4 separate regions of the Pan troglodytes genome follow, and regions 2, 3 and 4 are each linked to region 1. Evidence: chromatin contacts called from public Hi-C and HiChIP or PLAC-seq data. All regions are on one chromosome and are shown on one strand. Each heading gives the region's core, a stretch centred on a gene start, on an enhancer-like site or on the middle of the called end of the contact. The rest is flanking DNA. Distances are from core to core; before and after follow the strand shown. Region 1 holds the start of QKI (QKI, KH domain containing RNA binding). Region 2 has its middle 690 kb from the start of QKI. Region 3 holds the start of PRKN (parkin RBR E3 ubiquitin protein ligase). Region 4 overlaps PACRG (parkin coregulated).

Region 1 (3,717 bases), core at 727-3,226:
AGGTTGTTTCTATGACTTTGAAGACAACAGAACTCCTGAGATTTTTCTTTAACCATTTTTTATCATGGAAACATTTCCGGCCTTTTGTTCTCTAGTGACATTCCAACTCCCCAAGCTTCAAACTCCTGTTCCCCGACTCTATTTTTAAAATCTCGAAATTCTTGCGAAAAATCTAAACTCCATCGTTCATCTCTTCAACCTGTAGTTTTCAGTTTCCTTTACACAGTCCTCCGGTGGTGCCTCTAAGCAGAAAAAAAAAAAAAAAAAAAAAACAACTCCTGGCTAGTCGATTTTCGAAACAGACTTTTTTTGTGGTCTTTCTTTTCTCTAGGCGTCCACAGAAACCCACAGCTACTAGAAATTAATACTTCAGGTACTGCTATGAGAACTTCTTAAGGAAATTCCAGAGTTGGTCAACATTAATCTTCTTGTCATTCTTCACTCCCCGCAGCGCTCCATACAGCTTTTTGGAAACTTTGGCTCAATTTTATTTCGCCCTTTCCAAACGTCTCGAAACCCTGTCCTACAAACTCAGGCGGCTGCGTCCCCGGCAGCAAACCCTCCGCCCAAGTTCTTCTAACTCAGGCTGCGCTCCGATCTGTCATCGCGTTATTTCGCACTCCACCCCCCACCCCCACCCCCGAAAAGTGAAGTTCAACTCCCTAACAGTTCTCGCTTCCCCAAACAAAAGGGAAAAAAGTGCTTTTCGCCGTCACTTAGTCCTCCTTGTCGGCTACGCCAGCATAATTTCGGTCTCCTACGGAATTTCTTTAAACTAACGAGCCCCACACTGACTTCCACTTAGTGTTTAACAGCTGCACCAACTCCCCAACCACGAAACCCCGCTTTAGTCCTCACGGGAGGGGAGAGATCCCGAACGCGGGGCGGTGGGGGTCCGCGCAAAGCAGGCTCGGGAGGCCGAGCGGAGGAGCGGGGCCCGCGCCGGGGACACGCGTCCTCCAGGCCGGCGGCGCGGCGTGGGCCTGCTCTCGGGAGGGCTCGGCGAGGACCACCGAGTCCGCGCAGCCCCCGCCGACCTCTCGGAAATGTGACCGCCAAAGCTAGAGGGGCCGCAGGGCTCACCCCGCAGCCCTCCGCAGCGCGCAAACTTGGACGCCAGCGGCGCGGGGTCCCGGCCGGGCAGGGGGCGTCCGGCACCGGCGGGTCCACCCCGGCCCGCCCGCCCGCCGCAAGCCCGGCCCGGCACCTCCTTTGTGCGCCCTCCGGGCCTCCCAGTCCCCCCGGCGCTCGGTCCCGCCCGGCCGTGACCTTCCCGCCCTCCCCACCATCCCAAGCGGGGAAAGGGGCCGCCCCGGCGGGGGTCGGGCCGGGGCCGGGGCCCTGGAGACGCTCACCTTCGTCCAGCAGCCGCTCGAGGTGGTTGAAGATCCCGCAGAAGTTGGGCAGGCTGCTCATGAGCTTCTTGTCGTTCATCAGCTGCATCAGGTAATCTGGGGTGGGCTTCGGCTTCTCCTTCGTTTCCATTTCCCCGACCATATTCCAGGCTCCGCAGCTCACTCCGCCCGCCGCCGCCGCCGCCGCCGCCGCCGGAGAGGAGGGAGGGGCGGGGGCGAGCCCCGGCCGCGGGCCGCTCGGGACCCGGCGTCCCAATCCGCGCCGGCTCCCGCTCTGGCTCCCGCGCCGAGCCCCGGGGCGGCCGGCACCGCGCGCTCGCCCGCCCCCCGCAGGCACTTTCCGCCCGGGCCCGACGCGCTCCCAGCCGCCGCCGCTCTCGGCCGCCCGGCTCGGCGCGTCCCTCACGAGGCCGGCGGGCTGGCGGGAGGCGGGTCTCGGCTGGCCGAGTGCGGGCGCGGGGCGCGGGCTGCTGGCGCCGGACGAGGAGGAGCCGGGGCCGCCGCTCGCTCGGCTGGTCGAGCCCGCTCAGCGCCGCCGCCGCCTGTGCCGCGGGCTCGGGGGGTCTCTCTGGGCTGGTCCCCGCCGCGGCGCCTCTGCCGCTGCCGCCGCGCTCCGACTGCGCTCCTCCTCTTCCTCCTCCTCCTTCTCCTCCTCCTCCTCCTCCTCCTCCTCACTCACTTGGCGGCGGAGTTCGCCTCAGTTCAGGCGGCGCTGCCAGCGGCGGCGGCAGCAGCGGCGGCGGCGGGGGGAGGGGCAGCGGCGCGGGGAGGGCCGGGGGCGGGCGGCGGGCGGGGCCGGCGGCCGTTAGCGGGTCCCGGCCGGCGCGCTCCCGCTGCCCGCCGCCCCCCGACCTGGGCAGCCGCCGGCGCCGCGCCCCCTCCTCCCTGCCTCCCCGGCGGGGCGGGCGACGGGGGCAACGGGAGCGTGACGGACTGCGGCGCTCGGCGGGCCTGGGCGCAGGGACTGGGTCGCCGCCGTGCGGGGCGCCCGGGGCGGGTGGGTGTGGGCTGCGGGGCCGACGGCCGCGGGGGGGGGCGCGGGGCTTTCCACGGCACGGGGCGGGTGGGGCTGCGGGCGCGGTCGGGGCTGGCGCGGCAGGCGAGAGGAATTCCAGCGGGACGCGCCAGCGCTGCCTCCGCCTCGCCTCCCGTTACTATAGTTTTTTCAGAACCTCTTATCCACCCCGCAGAAGAGAAATTTTTTTTTAACGTCCTGTTGCTTCACGGGGGACTTTCGGGGTGGGCATCACGTGGCCCGACACGTAGCCGTGGGGCTCCAGAGCGCGTGCGCGCGTCGAGCCCGGTCGCCACGCCCCTTCCGAGGGTCGCTCCGCCCCCGTCGGGCTCCGCGTGCGCGCGGTGGGGGAGGGGAGGGCCCCGGAGCGCGCCTGCGTGGGGCGGGGGCGGGGGCGGCAGCCGACTAGGGGCTGGGTCTGGCCGTTTAGGGCCGGGTCTTGGCCCGTCGCCCACGGTGCGGAGGGCTGGTGGGCTTTCGTTGGCCGTCGGGCCCGCCACGGCGCGGGTCTTGGCTGCGGGGCGGAGGTGGTGCGGGAGAGCCGAGGATAAGAGTTTGAGGCTTTTCGAGGCGCGTGCCGCGGCGTCCGCCTCTGCGGGACTCTGCGCCGGGCGCCCTCGGCCGGCGCGCCCGGCTCCCGCTTTGTCGCCGAGGGAAGCACGCGCGACGCCCCTCCCGTCGCCGCCGTGGCTTCTTTCGGTGTTCGTGATCTGAGAGGCTGGAAAGCAGCACGGCGGAGAGGAGCCTTGCACTCGCCAGGCGGGAAGCCTGCGCGGACACGCGTGCGCACCCACGGGGCGGCGGGCGGGCGTGGGGGGTCCGGGCCACGCGGGCGACGCGCCTCTAGGGAAGCGATCTTGTTGCACCTTCCCGTTATTCCGAAAGCAAATCGTAGCCAGACCCGAGCGCAGCGGCTTAGCAAATAATAAGGGGAGCGTCAGTCGTGCTCGAAATGCTTCCTTCGCGATGGCGTCAGTGTTCCGTGAGGGAATGAAGCCGCAGTAGGAAATAAAGAGCCTGTGCGCGTAGTCTGAAAAGCAGAAGTCAACATTTTTACAGATGAAGAAAGAATACGGAGGCAAGAGGTCTTTCTCTGCAGTTTGGTGGATTTCCAACATTTAGACTTGTTTGGAAGAATTTCCTCAGCTGCACCAATGAAGTCCTTGATCTATAGAAGTCGGCAGTCCCTAAATCTACGTCTGCATTTTGTTGCAAATCCTTTATAACATTCCATTAAAATAATGCAAAGTTATTTAATATCCAGTTGGCCATCGTGAGAGTAATTCGCGGCTGAGATTTTGTTAATCATTCTGTCTTCTGACTTAACAGTGAATGTAGGTGATTTTT
Region 2 (3,717 bases), core at 650-3,149, 690 kb before region 1:
TTAGCTGTTTGGGAAGGTTTGGCTTAGACTATCCACGACAGGGGCTCTTAACTAGGGCTGAAACAAGTCAGATTCCTGACCATTTGTCCTGGTGGCAATGCCTGAAAAGAGAAATTTCTAGAATTCCTATGTAATTCATAAATTTCAGAAATAACACATGTTTACTGAGAATCAACACTCTCTTTACATTTGGAAGAAGACATTATTAGGATAATGGTGGCTGCTGTAAAAAATAAATAAATCCCCAGATTACACTGGCTTAACTCTGGCTTATATATCCATCTAGTGCACGTGTTCTTGGTCTGTGAGCAGCTTTCAAGGCCTGAGCCTCCTTCCTTCCTGTGACTCCAAGTCATCAGCATCCAAACCGCAGATGGAGGAGGAGAGGGTGAAGATGGCCACCGGCTCCCTAACAACTATGGCTCAGATATGACAATATGGCTTCTGCTCACATTCTCATGGTGAGAACGTCTCACAAGACCCAAGAGGTATGGAAACAAGGCTGAGAAGTGGGGTCGCCAGCTCAGCAGCCATTTCTTAGGGACAAGTGTTTTCTGTGGTTGGGAAAGGCTGAATTTCTGTGGACAAATAGCAATCTCTGCCATGTGGTAAGGCACCAAACTTTTCAGTAGTCAGTAGTACACCGGACAGTGGCATCAGTCCATGACTCTGGGGCCCTGCCAGGGATCAGGAGTTGCCTACTTTGCAAGGAAATCGATTTATTTTTTAAACGAGTCTAATTGCGAGAAAATTCTTATGTTGGGTTATAATATTTCATCATGCAACTTCCACCTGTTGATCTTAGTTCTACCCTTCTAGAATCACACAGAATAAGTCTACTTCATCTTCTTGACAGGCCTTCAAAGGATTAAAGGTCCACTATGTGTCCCTTAAGTGATTAGTTTTCTAAGCATCTGCAGCTTCCTATTGATTTTCATTTCACTTATGATGCTAGGATACCCATGTGACTATTTTTGGCCTTCTTAAAATGTTCAGCCAAGAATGAAAACAGTTCATCAGGTGAGAAGAATCAACTACAGAGAACTAGATGAGACAGGCCCAGTGCATCTCATTCTGAAGGCTGTTGATATGGAAAACCATTCTTGGGGCACCCTTTTTACTTTCTCATCAGCTGAATGGTGGGAAGTGGAATGATGGTAGCCTGCAGCTCCTGGTGATGGGTCTTCAGAGAATAGAAGCCCTGCTATTTTTCTGCTTTCCTTTCCATAGCGTTCTTGCAGTGTAGACAGTTTCAGTGCAAGGGCTTGCTTCAGATCAATGCTTTTTAAAGCTAAGAAAGAAAAATATGGCTAAACTAAAATGATAATAAAGCAAGCTCCAGATAATATGGCATTTTATGTAGGCCTTACATCACATGAGCCATGCTTTAGAGCAGTCCTGGAGGTGAGCATAAATTAGACACAGAATCTTTTTATTTTAAAAAAAAATTAATAAAGTTTAGATTAAATATTAAAGAGAAAGGCTACAGTCCATTCCTCCTGGATGAAGGCTGAGAAAAATGAGGTTTGTTTCGCTTCTTCCCTTGGGGCTGGCCTGGTAAAATAATCTTTATAAAAATATTTTTAAGTTTTTAAAAAATATTTTAAAATTAATTGTTACAGTTAGAAATTGCATTATGTGTAAGAATATTTTATGCTGGCAATTTGTCTCTATTATATTTTATTTTGCTCTATTTTGATGAGAGAAAGGAAAAGTGGAATTGTGAGCAACCTTTTAATGTGGCTTAGAAACTTAATGTGGAAAGGGTACTAATATTGTAATTACTAGTTTTCATTTATCAGCCACAGTTCTCTTTGTCGCTTCTGCTATTTAAAGTTACTGTTCACATACTGTGGCTAATTCCCTTTGTTGAATTTCACAGTGAATGCAGCTTCCTGGATATTTGTTATTGCAGTCCTATGGATGTAGGCTTCTCAGATAAAGGAAAAGCTGGGTGCATCCATCTGTGGGCAAATTAAAAATGAGTTTAACCCCCTGGCTTCCACGGCTCTTTCCCCTTCGGCAAAATGTGTCCCATGCTTCTGACTGACAAGACATAAAATCGGAGTAACATATATGTTTCATTTTTAATGGAATTTGGTAGAACATCAGAAGCAACTGCTTCGCTATGACCCTGCATTAACACAAAGAGACCACCTGGGGAGGAGGGGGAGGGGCCATGGCTGGAGCAGAGGATTATGCAGTTGGAAGAAGAAGAGAAAAACAGTGAAATACTTTTGAAGTTGGAAGGGGAAAAGTCTATTTTCATTGTTTAAGGTCTATTTCCTAACAAATGATTAGTTCATTTGCAGCTGGGTTGGAGTTTTCTGAATCATGGTTATACCAGCTCCTTACACAGAGAATCAAGGAGAGAGAAAAGTGGGAAAAGTGGAAGATTGTTTAGGGGGAGGAAAGAGTTTTTCTCCATTTGCCTACTTTTCACAGTATTGCCACTAATTGGAGTATGTTCTTAGAAGAAACAGTGCGCATTTAGTGTCCTCTTATTTTTTTCTCCCATTGTAATTTTCAGAGAGAGAGAGAGAGCGAGACAGAAGGAGAATAAGAAAACAATCAACCCTTTCTTTCTGTTCCTATCAATCTAATTCTGAAAACATAGCAAAGGAAAGATTTAACACACATAATAATGGATTTTGCTTTGTCACTGGGGATTATAACATTTATTTATTCATTCAACAAATATTTATTGAATGCACCAGGCTCTATTTTATAATAGATTCTGGGGTAAAGGAATGGAAATTCAGGGCAGGTCGCAGCTGCCCAGGAGCCATTGTCCTCTGCAGGAAGGCTGTCATAAACCAGAAAAAAAAAAAAAAAAACAATGCCTAGGAAGGGGACAAAGCAGGGCAGCTAGAGACAAAACCTGGTGACTTCCCAGGGAAAGCGTCTTGGGAGATGGCCTTTGACTTGAGGCCCCAGTGATGTGAAGGACCCGGCTGAGGGAAGAGCAGATACTGAGACTCCTGGCCAGGATGTGCAGCAAGTGCTGGAGGAACCCAAGGAAAGCAAGGTAGTGACCTGGGGCGCAGGAGAGCCTGCAGGTGGAGGAGAAGAGCCTGCAGGTGGAGGAGGGGAGCCTGCAGGTGGAGGAGAGGGACCTGCAGGTGGAGGAGAGGAGCCTGCAGGTGGAGGAGGGGAGCCTGCAGGTGGAGGAGGGGGGCCTGCAGGTGGAGGAGGGGGGCCTGCAGGTGGAGGAGGGGGGCCTGCAGGTGGAGGAGGGGGGCCTGCGGGTGGAGGAGGGGGGCCTGCGGGTGGAGAAGCGGGGCCTGCAGGTGGAGGAGGGGGGCCTGCAGGTGGAGGAGGGGGGCCTGCAGGTGGAGGAGGGGGGCCTGCAGGTGGAGGAGGGGGGCCTGCAGGTGGAGAAGGGGGGCCTGCAGGTGGAGAAGGGGGGCCTGCAGGTGGAGGATAGGAGACTGCAGGTGGAGGAGGGGGGCTGCAGATGGAGGAAGGTGGCCTGCAGGTGGAGGAGGGGGGCCTGCAGGTGGAGAAGGGGGGCCTGCAGGTGGAGGATAGGAGCCTGCAGGTGGAGGAGGGGGGCTGCAGATGGAGGAAGGTGGCCTGCAGATGGAGGAAGGTGGCCTGCAGGTGGAGGAGGGGGGCCTGCAGGTGGAGGAGGGGGGCTGCAGGTGGAGGATAGGAGCCTGCAGGTGGAGAAGGCGGGCCTACAGGTGGAGGATAGGAGACTGCAGGTGGAGAAGG
Region 3 (3,717 bases), core at 879-3,378, 680 kb after region 1:
GATAAATAATGTTTGCATTTAAGAATTACGATTTCCAATGGCAAGAGAGGTATTGCTAGTACAAGATTTTCCTTTAGAACATAAAAAGAGAAGATAATGGATCTCAAATAAGTTGTTTATAAAGAAGCCTGTTTCATAATCAATGTTTTTTTTAAGTCATGTAGGCATACTTATTACATTTGGCAATACAGAAACATCAGATTTTGCAGAACTATCTCTTTAGGTGTAAGATTATATTAAAGAATTAATATGATACAAGAATTATGAATACAGGTTTAGGAAAAAACAGAAAAGAACCCCAACCAGTAAAAAAAAAATTAAAGTATAACATTAAAAAACATCAAAATTGTAAATGTTGTGTAGAAGAAAAACTAAATGATTAACCTGAATCGTTATGGTATTGCTGATAAATGCATCATCTTGACTCCTAGGAGAACCAATTTATGTGAAATTCCATGAAAAAGAATTAGTTACAACAAGCAGAATTTTAGTCCATTTCCAAGAATTTTAACTACTGTAAATCACCTGACACACTTCGCAATAATTAGGATATCGTTTTGCATAGCCACATGGGAACCTGGCCTAGAGGTCTATAGGTAATCTGTTTCATTCATGTATTTTAAGTATGTCGTTTAGGAATAAGTTATCAGGTTTGCAACCTATAAGCAAAGGAAATAATGTGACACTGGAAAACAACACTATTCATTTAACATAATGAATTGCCATGTAATAACTCAGATCTTCCCAGGGTGTAAATTACACAAATTTGAAAGCTGCATTTATTATTTAATGCCTCATTCCCAGACAGGTGCTTACTCAGTAGCAAAATCTGTCTTAGCATACCAAGTGTAAAGCTATTTAACAAATAGGAAGGTTTAAAATATATATACTATCATGCAGACAGCTAAAATATTTGTATATATTTTTAATCTTTTTTCTCTAATGATACTTAGAATATTTTATTTTTATTACTACAAATAATAGAGATGAAATATGAATTGTATTAGTAGCAGAGATATATGAGCTAAAGCTTGTATTGTTTAAAGCACATCATCTTAAAAGGCCTGTCAGGAAACAGTGTTCATATTAAGTTGGCTTTCAGTACTCTAAGAAGATGACATCATTTTGTAAGAGACAAGTGTTGTTAGAGCAAATGCTAGGATATTCTAAAATTTCCTAGGTTGAAGTGAAGAAATTTCTCATTATAGATTATTTCATGAGTTTATGTTCCCGGTTGTATATCAGCTCATGTTAAATTTTGCAAGAGTTTATGATTTCTAAGAACTCACCTTCTATAAGGCCCTTTGCTGAGTGGGGCTAGTTAGGAATTAGTAAGTAAAGGGGATCTTTTTTCCTCGTGTAAATAGCTTAAGAGTAATTTTGGGCGGTCCAGAAACCATAAGTTATCAGGAAGGTGCTTATAAATGGGCAGAGTACATCACTTGCCCAAGATTGTAACAACCTAGCCTGCCCCCCACACACTGTGGGGCACCGTTTGCTACTTGCCAAGTAACTGCCTTTTTTGGCAAAGACCACCCAGGACATGGGCTCAGAGTCCATCCTAGGGCTGGCCAACCTCTGTAAATCTCGTGTCCCCTGATTCAGAGCGAGTGCATTTAATTCAGGAAGATCACTTACGACTGAGTTTTTCATCATGGCTTTGACTGTGAAGCCCTCAGAAACCAGGGAGTGAGGCTGGTGCACCGGGAGCGGCTGTTGTGCCAGCAGCTTGGTCCTCTTCGGCATCTTGTCTGGGCATTTGTTTAAGCTCAGGGTCTCTTTTTCTGCCACCATCTTCCTAGAAAATGTCTTGTTCTCATAAAAAGTGTAGTAAAAGAATCAGTGGGCTTTACGGATGTGAGCAGGAGGTCTGGAAAAAAATATCAAAAGGCGCGATAATGGTAGAAATTCAACCCCTCGTAGTGCCCAGGTTGATCCAGATGTTTGGCAGCTCCTAGGTGAAGGGAGTTTAGGGGAGGGGAGGGGCGGGAAGAGGGCAGGACCGTGGCAAGAGCTGCAACAAGCTTCCAAAGGTAAGCCTCCCGGTTGCTAAGCGACTGGTCAACACGGCGGGCGCATAGTCCCGCCCCCCCGGTGACGTAAGATTCCTGGGCCTGAAGCCGGAAAGGGCGGCGGTCGGGGGCTGGGGGCAGGAGGCGTGAGGAGAAACTACGCGTTAGAACTACGACTCCCAGCAGGCCCTGGGCCGCGTACCCTCCGCGCGTGCGCATTCCTAGGGCCGGGCGCTGGGGCGGGGAGGCCTGGAGGATTAACCCAGGAGAGCCGCTGGTGGGAGGCGCGGCTGGCGCCGCTGCGCGCATAGGCCTGTTCCTGGCCCGCAGCCGCCACCTACCCAGTGACCATGATAGGTACGTGGGTACCTGCCAGGTACAGCCTCTCTGCGCCGCCCTGCGCCCCGGTATGGCGCCACGCCCCGCCTCGGCCGACCAGGACCCCCGGTGCCAACTGTCAATGACGGGGCCAAAGTGCCCGTGCCGTCCCCGGCCCGCGCCGCCGGGCTCCCCAGCTCAGCGACGCGGGTCCGGGGCCCCAGTGTGTGCGTTCGAAGCCCTCGCCCGCCCGCCCCTGCTCTGAGCGTTCTCATGAAGACCGCCTCGCCGGGGACGCCAGGCGGCCCCGCACCCCCGCTCCTCGTTCGCGGTCCCCCGGACCGTGTGGGGTCCCGAAGCCTTCGCCCCGCCGCCGCCCCTCACCTTCGCCCCTCACCTTCGCCCCTCACCTCACTGGCCGGTTGTGGTGCGGTTCAGGACCCATCGAGACCCACTCTCTGTGGGGCTCTTTCAGGAAACCGCAGCAAAGCATTAAACTCTAATGGAAGGCACCTGGTGAGGGTGGCTGGCTCCACAGAAACTCCTCCAGATAGATCTAAACTTGCTCCCTCGGATGTTTCCTTTTAAACTTCTCATTGGAGGGCTGAGATGAAAGAAACATTAAATAGTAGCCAAGATTAAATCTATTGCCTTTTGCAAAATAACCATTTTTTTTTTTTGTTAAAGAACGACCGAGGTGCAAGTTTGTGAACGAAACTTAGTGGCATCAGAGTTGTTCATGAACATTTGATGTGTAAGATGAGCAAAGCTCCTCTCTTCCAGGGTTGTTGAGCCAAAAGTTACTTTAGGGGCTATCCCTGAAAATTAATGGAAATGCACCGTATGTTTAAAAAACAGTGCTAGATGGGGTTTCATTATTGTGGAGGTTTCTCCAGGTTATGTTTGGAGGGTTTAGTGAGCTTGTTTATTCCTGAGGAGGGTCCTTTACAAAACACTTTTGATTGCAGTAAGTACGTTCGAAGTCAGATGTGGTCTGTCCAGAAGAAAGATGAGAGGTGGATTTATAAAATATGTGATCTTTATGCACTGAAAACACTTCTTACATCTGTTTATTTGTGAAGTTATTGTTAAAATGTAAACATTCTCCCCATCAGTGGGAGAATCAAGCCAGCTAACTGGCATTGTCTTTGTGGTAAAACAAGAATGTTATCCAACTTTTCTTCCCTTTCTAGCATGGTCTGACTTTTGGTGAATGACTTGAAAGTTAATCAAATTACGAAAAAAATATTTTTTATGAGTCTTCTTGAGCTCTTTTTAGGTGACATTTACGTAAGATTCACTTGCAAGCACAAGTTTGAACTGAATCAGAAAACCAAGTAGAAGAGATTTTCCAATATCTGTGCTGTCAGTCTACAGGAAGAAAATA
Region 4 (3,717 bases), core at 587-3,086, 550 kb after region 1:
CCTCCACCCCTTCTTCCCTAAAACAGGCCATGACCGCAGGGAAGGCCACTCTTTGACCTGCTGCCTCACTTCTTCCCTGAAGACCTCATGTGACAGGAGTACTGCCCTATACCAGGAGGGAAGGAATGTCACTCAGGAACACGGAGAAGAAACTGGGCAATCAGGTCTCCCTGAGTTGCCCCCAGTTTGTACCGATCGGAGCATGCCATTTCATCCTCCAGTCTTACTTCTGCATGCCTGTCCATAAAAGTACACACATCTCTGTTTCTTTGGGTCTCCATTTCTGAAGGCTCCCACGTCACATAACCTCTATTAAATAAATGTGATGTTTTTCTCTTGTTACTCTGTCCTTTGCTCTAAGGGTCTCAGCCACGAACCTTGTGATAGGTAAGGAAAATATATTACTTTTTCTCCCCTATAATATAGTGATTGGTTTGGCTCTGTGTCCCCACCCAAATCTCATCTTGAATTGTTATACCCATGGGTCAAAGGAGGGACTTGGTGGGAGATGACTGGATCTTGGGGGCAGTTCCCCCATGCTGTTCTCATAATAGCGAGTGAGTTCTCATGAGATCTGATGGTTTAAAAGTGTGGCACTTCCGCCTTCTCTATCTCTCTCCTGCTGCCATGTAAGATATGCCTTGCTTCCCCTTTGCCTTCCACTGTGATTGTTAAGTTTCCTGAGGCCTCCCCCGCCATGTGGAACTGTGAGTAAATTAAAACTCTTTTGTTTAGAAATTATGCAGTCTCAGGTAGTTCTTTATAGCAGTGTGAAAACAAACTAATACATATAGTTAGACATTACTTAAGTGCTAAACACAACATTCACCGAATATTCAAGAGTTAATATATGTCAGCACAATGATGATACCAATATGGCTTCTAAATTAATAGTTAATGTTTTACAGTAACTTTTCATAAACCATTTTCTTGTCAGGTAACAAGAAGAATATACACGCATTTATTTTTAAAAGCCTTCTGTCAAGTTGCATTAAAAGCAGGTTGCAACATGATTGGCAGAATTAAGAAGCCTTTGAAACAGGTAACACAGTTGCATTTAAGTGTGGGCAACAAGAACATATTTTATATCTTAGATCTAGTTTATTAAAGAGACCTTAAATTTAAAAAAAAAAAACAGAGCAAATGGATCATCTGGAGAATTCAGAGCTAAAGTGATTAATTAGACCTTATTTTGTCTTGAACAGATTTACTAAGCATTTTTCAAATAGCCACATTGTTTGTAATTACCAAAATCACACCTCCATTGGCCAGCCTAAGTTACTTCATGCATGAATGACAATCTGATGGAACACTCTTGTTAGAGCTTCATTCTTCATTGTAATTAGCCATAATCATAGCCTTCCTGGGTGCATGAGAATGTGCAAGCCACTATTCACAACCCCAACCCATTTGAATATGAATCTTCTCAGTAAGGAGCAATAAAATAGGAGAAACAAAGCAGTTTCTCTAGGGAATTTTGTAAAGCATCTCTACTCTAATTCTGCCTCCCTTCAAAATGTTCCCTCTCCAGTATCTGGATTCTATTTGCTAAAACAAGGGTGGCTTAATGAGGACAATGGCTTATTATTTCTTAAGTGACACGGGAGGGCCCAAGTATTACAGGCTTAGTTCTTTCAGTCTTTGCCAAGGACACAAGGAACAAAAGAACAAGCAAGTGTGCATGGAAAAGAGAACTCGGACTGGGCTATACTCTGTGAACTCTCGGAGCAAGATGGGGGCCTTTGCTATTCCGGAGCTCAAAGGCTGTTGCTTGCTTGCTTTCTTCTTTCTCCCCTCTTTACCCACCCCCCTGCAAATGACTCAGACATTATAGAAAAAGGCTCAAAGCAGCAGGGATTGAAAACAAAGGCTAAGTGGAGGAGGGGTGACATGTCTGATCCTGTCCCAAGCACATTCACAGTGAGCCACCTACTGGCAACTCTACTTTTCCTTCTGTTATTGTCTAATCACCTAAACCTCTTCAGGGAAAACCTAGGTAAACCCGCTGGAGTCACTCCAGATGCCTTCTCAGCCAAAAATGGGAAAAACAAAATTCAGGGGGAAATAAGCTTCAGAGTAGTGCTGTGTCTTCAGAAGAAAACTCAATCCTTCCAGCAAAACTATGGCTAAGTAGCAGGTGTAAAGAATTATTCAAACGGCTATTTGTAAAAGAATCATCATTTGACTTATGAAGCAAAATCAACTACTCATTTACACTAATCACATCATATATGAAAAGTGTGGTGCTGCACGCGCTACAGATCTGGTGCTCCTTCAAGACCTTTACCATTTGTGTGGAGAGATTTTTTTCTTCGAGACGTGCCGCTCACCTATTAAGATACCTGTTTATATTATTTGCTACCAGAAGATGCTCCAGGGCTGCAGGAGACTCGGGATGATTCTCTGATCATCTCCTGGGCTTGGACCTTCATCATGTTGAAATGACTCTCCCAAGGCCACACAGCCGGTTAAATGTATCACTATTAAAGTACCTGATAACAATACAATTCAGCACTTCCACGGCTATATGCACAATGCACTTTTAGGCCAGGTGCGGTGGCTCATGCCTATAATCCCAGCACTTTGGGAGGCCGAAGTGGGAAGATAGCTTGAGGCCAGGAGTTCAAGACCAGACTGGACAAAAGAGTGAGACCCTATCTCTACAAAAAATTTAAAAAATTACCGGGCATGGTGGCACGCTACTGTAGTCCCAGCTACTCGGGAGGCTGAGGTGGGAGGATCTCTTTTGATCCTAGAAGTTCGAGGCCGCAGTGAGCTGTAATCACACCCCTGCACTCCAGCCTGGGTGACAGAGCCAGACCAAGTCTCTAAACACAACAATAATAACAACAACAACAAAACTCAAACTCGCAGCTTTGGACCTGAACAAGGATAAGTGGCCCTCCCGGTCAAGGAAGGCATAAAGTCCGGCATGGGTGGAGGTGGCCTGGGACGCTGTCTGAGAAATGAGGGGCAGAACCTGAACCTGGACTCCGTGAGAAGGGGCCATAACTGACTAGCAACAACATCTGTTCACTGGTGCCCAAGGAAGGCCAGTTAAATCACCTGTCTCCCACCCAGTGTCCACTGTGCTCCAGGAACTGCTACGCCCTATGGAGGCATCTCCAGTGGAGAAAACATGACTAAACTTCCCAGAAGCAGGGAGTTGGGGCGCTGGGAAGCTGGGGTGGGAACACACGCCGCTGGGACGATTGGGGGTATCTATTCCCATGTCCCTTGTCATAAGTTACATTCAAATTGACAGGAGAGCTTCTTCCTGGCTATTTGCTTCTCTGATCTCTCTGTTGTCTCGTACCATATTTTGGGATTATTTTATTTTGAAAGCCATTTCAATATTTTTAAGTCCCTCACTCTGTATTTCTTCTTTCTCCATTTTTTTTTCTTAGAATAACAGTTTAAGACAGATGGCTATAATAATTCCTTCATCAGATAATAAGATATAATTTAAGACACATTTACAATACTTACATCTCTGATACGCAAAAAAGAAGAGTCTCTATAAGATTAGGAATTAGTCTAAACTGAAGGCCTGAAGGGCTGACAGAGACTTTTCCTACTAATTTCATCAGTGTCATCAATCACAATTATAACACGATCATCATGTACTGTGTTCTTTTTGTGTGCCAGATAGGGTGCTAAGTGTTTTACAGGCACTCCTCCACCTAATCCTTACAACAGCTCTACCAGGTGTCAGCG

What was found. A called contact is a pair of places that touch in the nucleus more often than the background predicts. HiChIP or PLAC-seq counts read pairs in DNA pulled down with a chosen protein or histone mark.
Region 2: a contact with region 1 is called in a Hi-C map of stem cell-derived neural progenitor cells, with 7 times the contacts expected there. The contact joins the enhancer-like site here to the promoter of QKI in region 1. A contact is called at or near these places in 2 of 7 Hi-C or Micro-C datasets (induced pluripotent stem cells and stem cell-derived neural progenitor cells) and 1 of 1 datasets of contacts at active chromatin or transcription factors (stem cell-derived excitatory neurons).
Region 3: a contact with region 1 is called in an H3K4me3 HiChIP or PLAC-seq map of stem cell-derived excitatory neurons, with 6 times the contacts expected there. The contact joins the promoter of PRKN here to the promoter of QKI in region 1. A contact is called at or near these places in 1 of 7 Hi-C or Micro-C datasets (stem cell-derived neural progenitor cells) and 1 of 1 datasets of contacts at active chromatin or transcription factors (stem cell-derived excitatory neurons).
Region 4: a Hi-C map of stem cell-derived neural progenitor cells shows a contact between it and region 1, with 10 times the contacts expected there. The contact joins the enhancer-like site here to the promoter of QKI in region 1. A contact is called at or near these places in 3 of 7 Hi-C or Micro-C datasets (induced pluripotent stem cells and stem cell-derived neural progenitor cells), 1 of 1 datasets of contacts at active chromatin or transcription factors (stem cell-derived excitatory neurons) and 1 of 1 other capture datasets (stem cell-derived neural stem cells).

Annotation. Positions count from the first base shown.
Region 1 is chr5:175,499,183-175,502,899 of NHGRI_mPanTro3-v2.0_pri, reverse strand. It overlaps QKI (QKI, KH domain containing RNA binding), which reads right to left and starts at 1,976. Exons shown (of 8, transcript XM_016956760.4): 1 at 1,356-1,976. The coding sequence starts at 1,497.
Region 2 is chr5:176,187,968-176,191,684 of NHGRI_mPanTro3-v2.0_pri, reverse strand. No RefSeq gene overlaps it. Among named protein-coding and RNA genes, the nearest start is that of QKI, 690 kb to the right of the region's middle. Within about 2 kb of position 1,899, at least 8 of the 24 cell types and tissues checked have an H3K27ac peak or open chromatin away from gene starts, as enhancers often do. A contact at or near this core is called in stem cell-derived neural progenitor cells, where this site is marked.
Region 3 is chr5:174,819,353-174,823,069 of NHGRI_mPanTro3-v2.0_pri, reverse strand. It overlaps PRKN (parkin RBR E3 ubiquitin protein ligase), which reads left to right and starts at 2,128. Exons shown (of 12, transcript XM_054686972.2): 1 at 2,128-2,369. The coding sequence starts at 2,363. It overlaps PACRG (parkin coregulated), which reads right to left and starts at 2,494. Exons shown (of 9, transcript XM_054686975.2): 1 at 2,354-2,494; 2 at 1,639-1,870. The coding sequence starts at 1,794.
Region 4 is chr5:174,947,925-174,951,641 of NHGRI_mPanTro3-v2.0_pri, reverse strand. The region is part of intron 3 of PACRG (parkin coregulated); the gene reads right to left. Among named protein-coding and RNA genes, the nearest start is that of PRKN, 130 kb to the right of the region's middle. Within about 2 kb of position 1,836, at least 19 of the 24 cell types and tissues checked have an H3K27ac peak or open chromatin away from gene starts, as enhancers often do. A contact at or near this core is called in induced pluripotent stem cells, stem cell-derived excitatory neurons, stem cell-derived neural progenitor cells and 1 more, where this site is marked.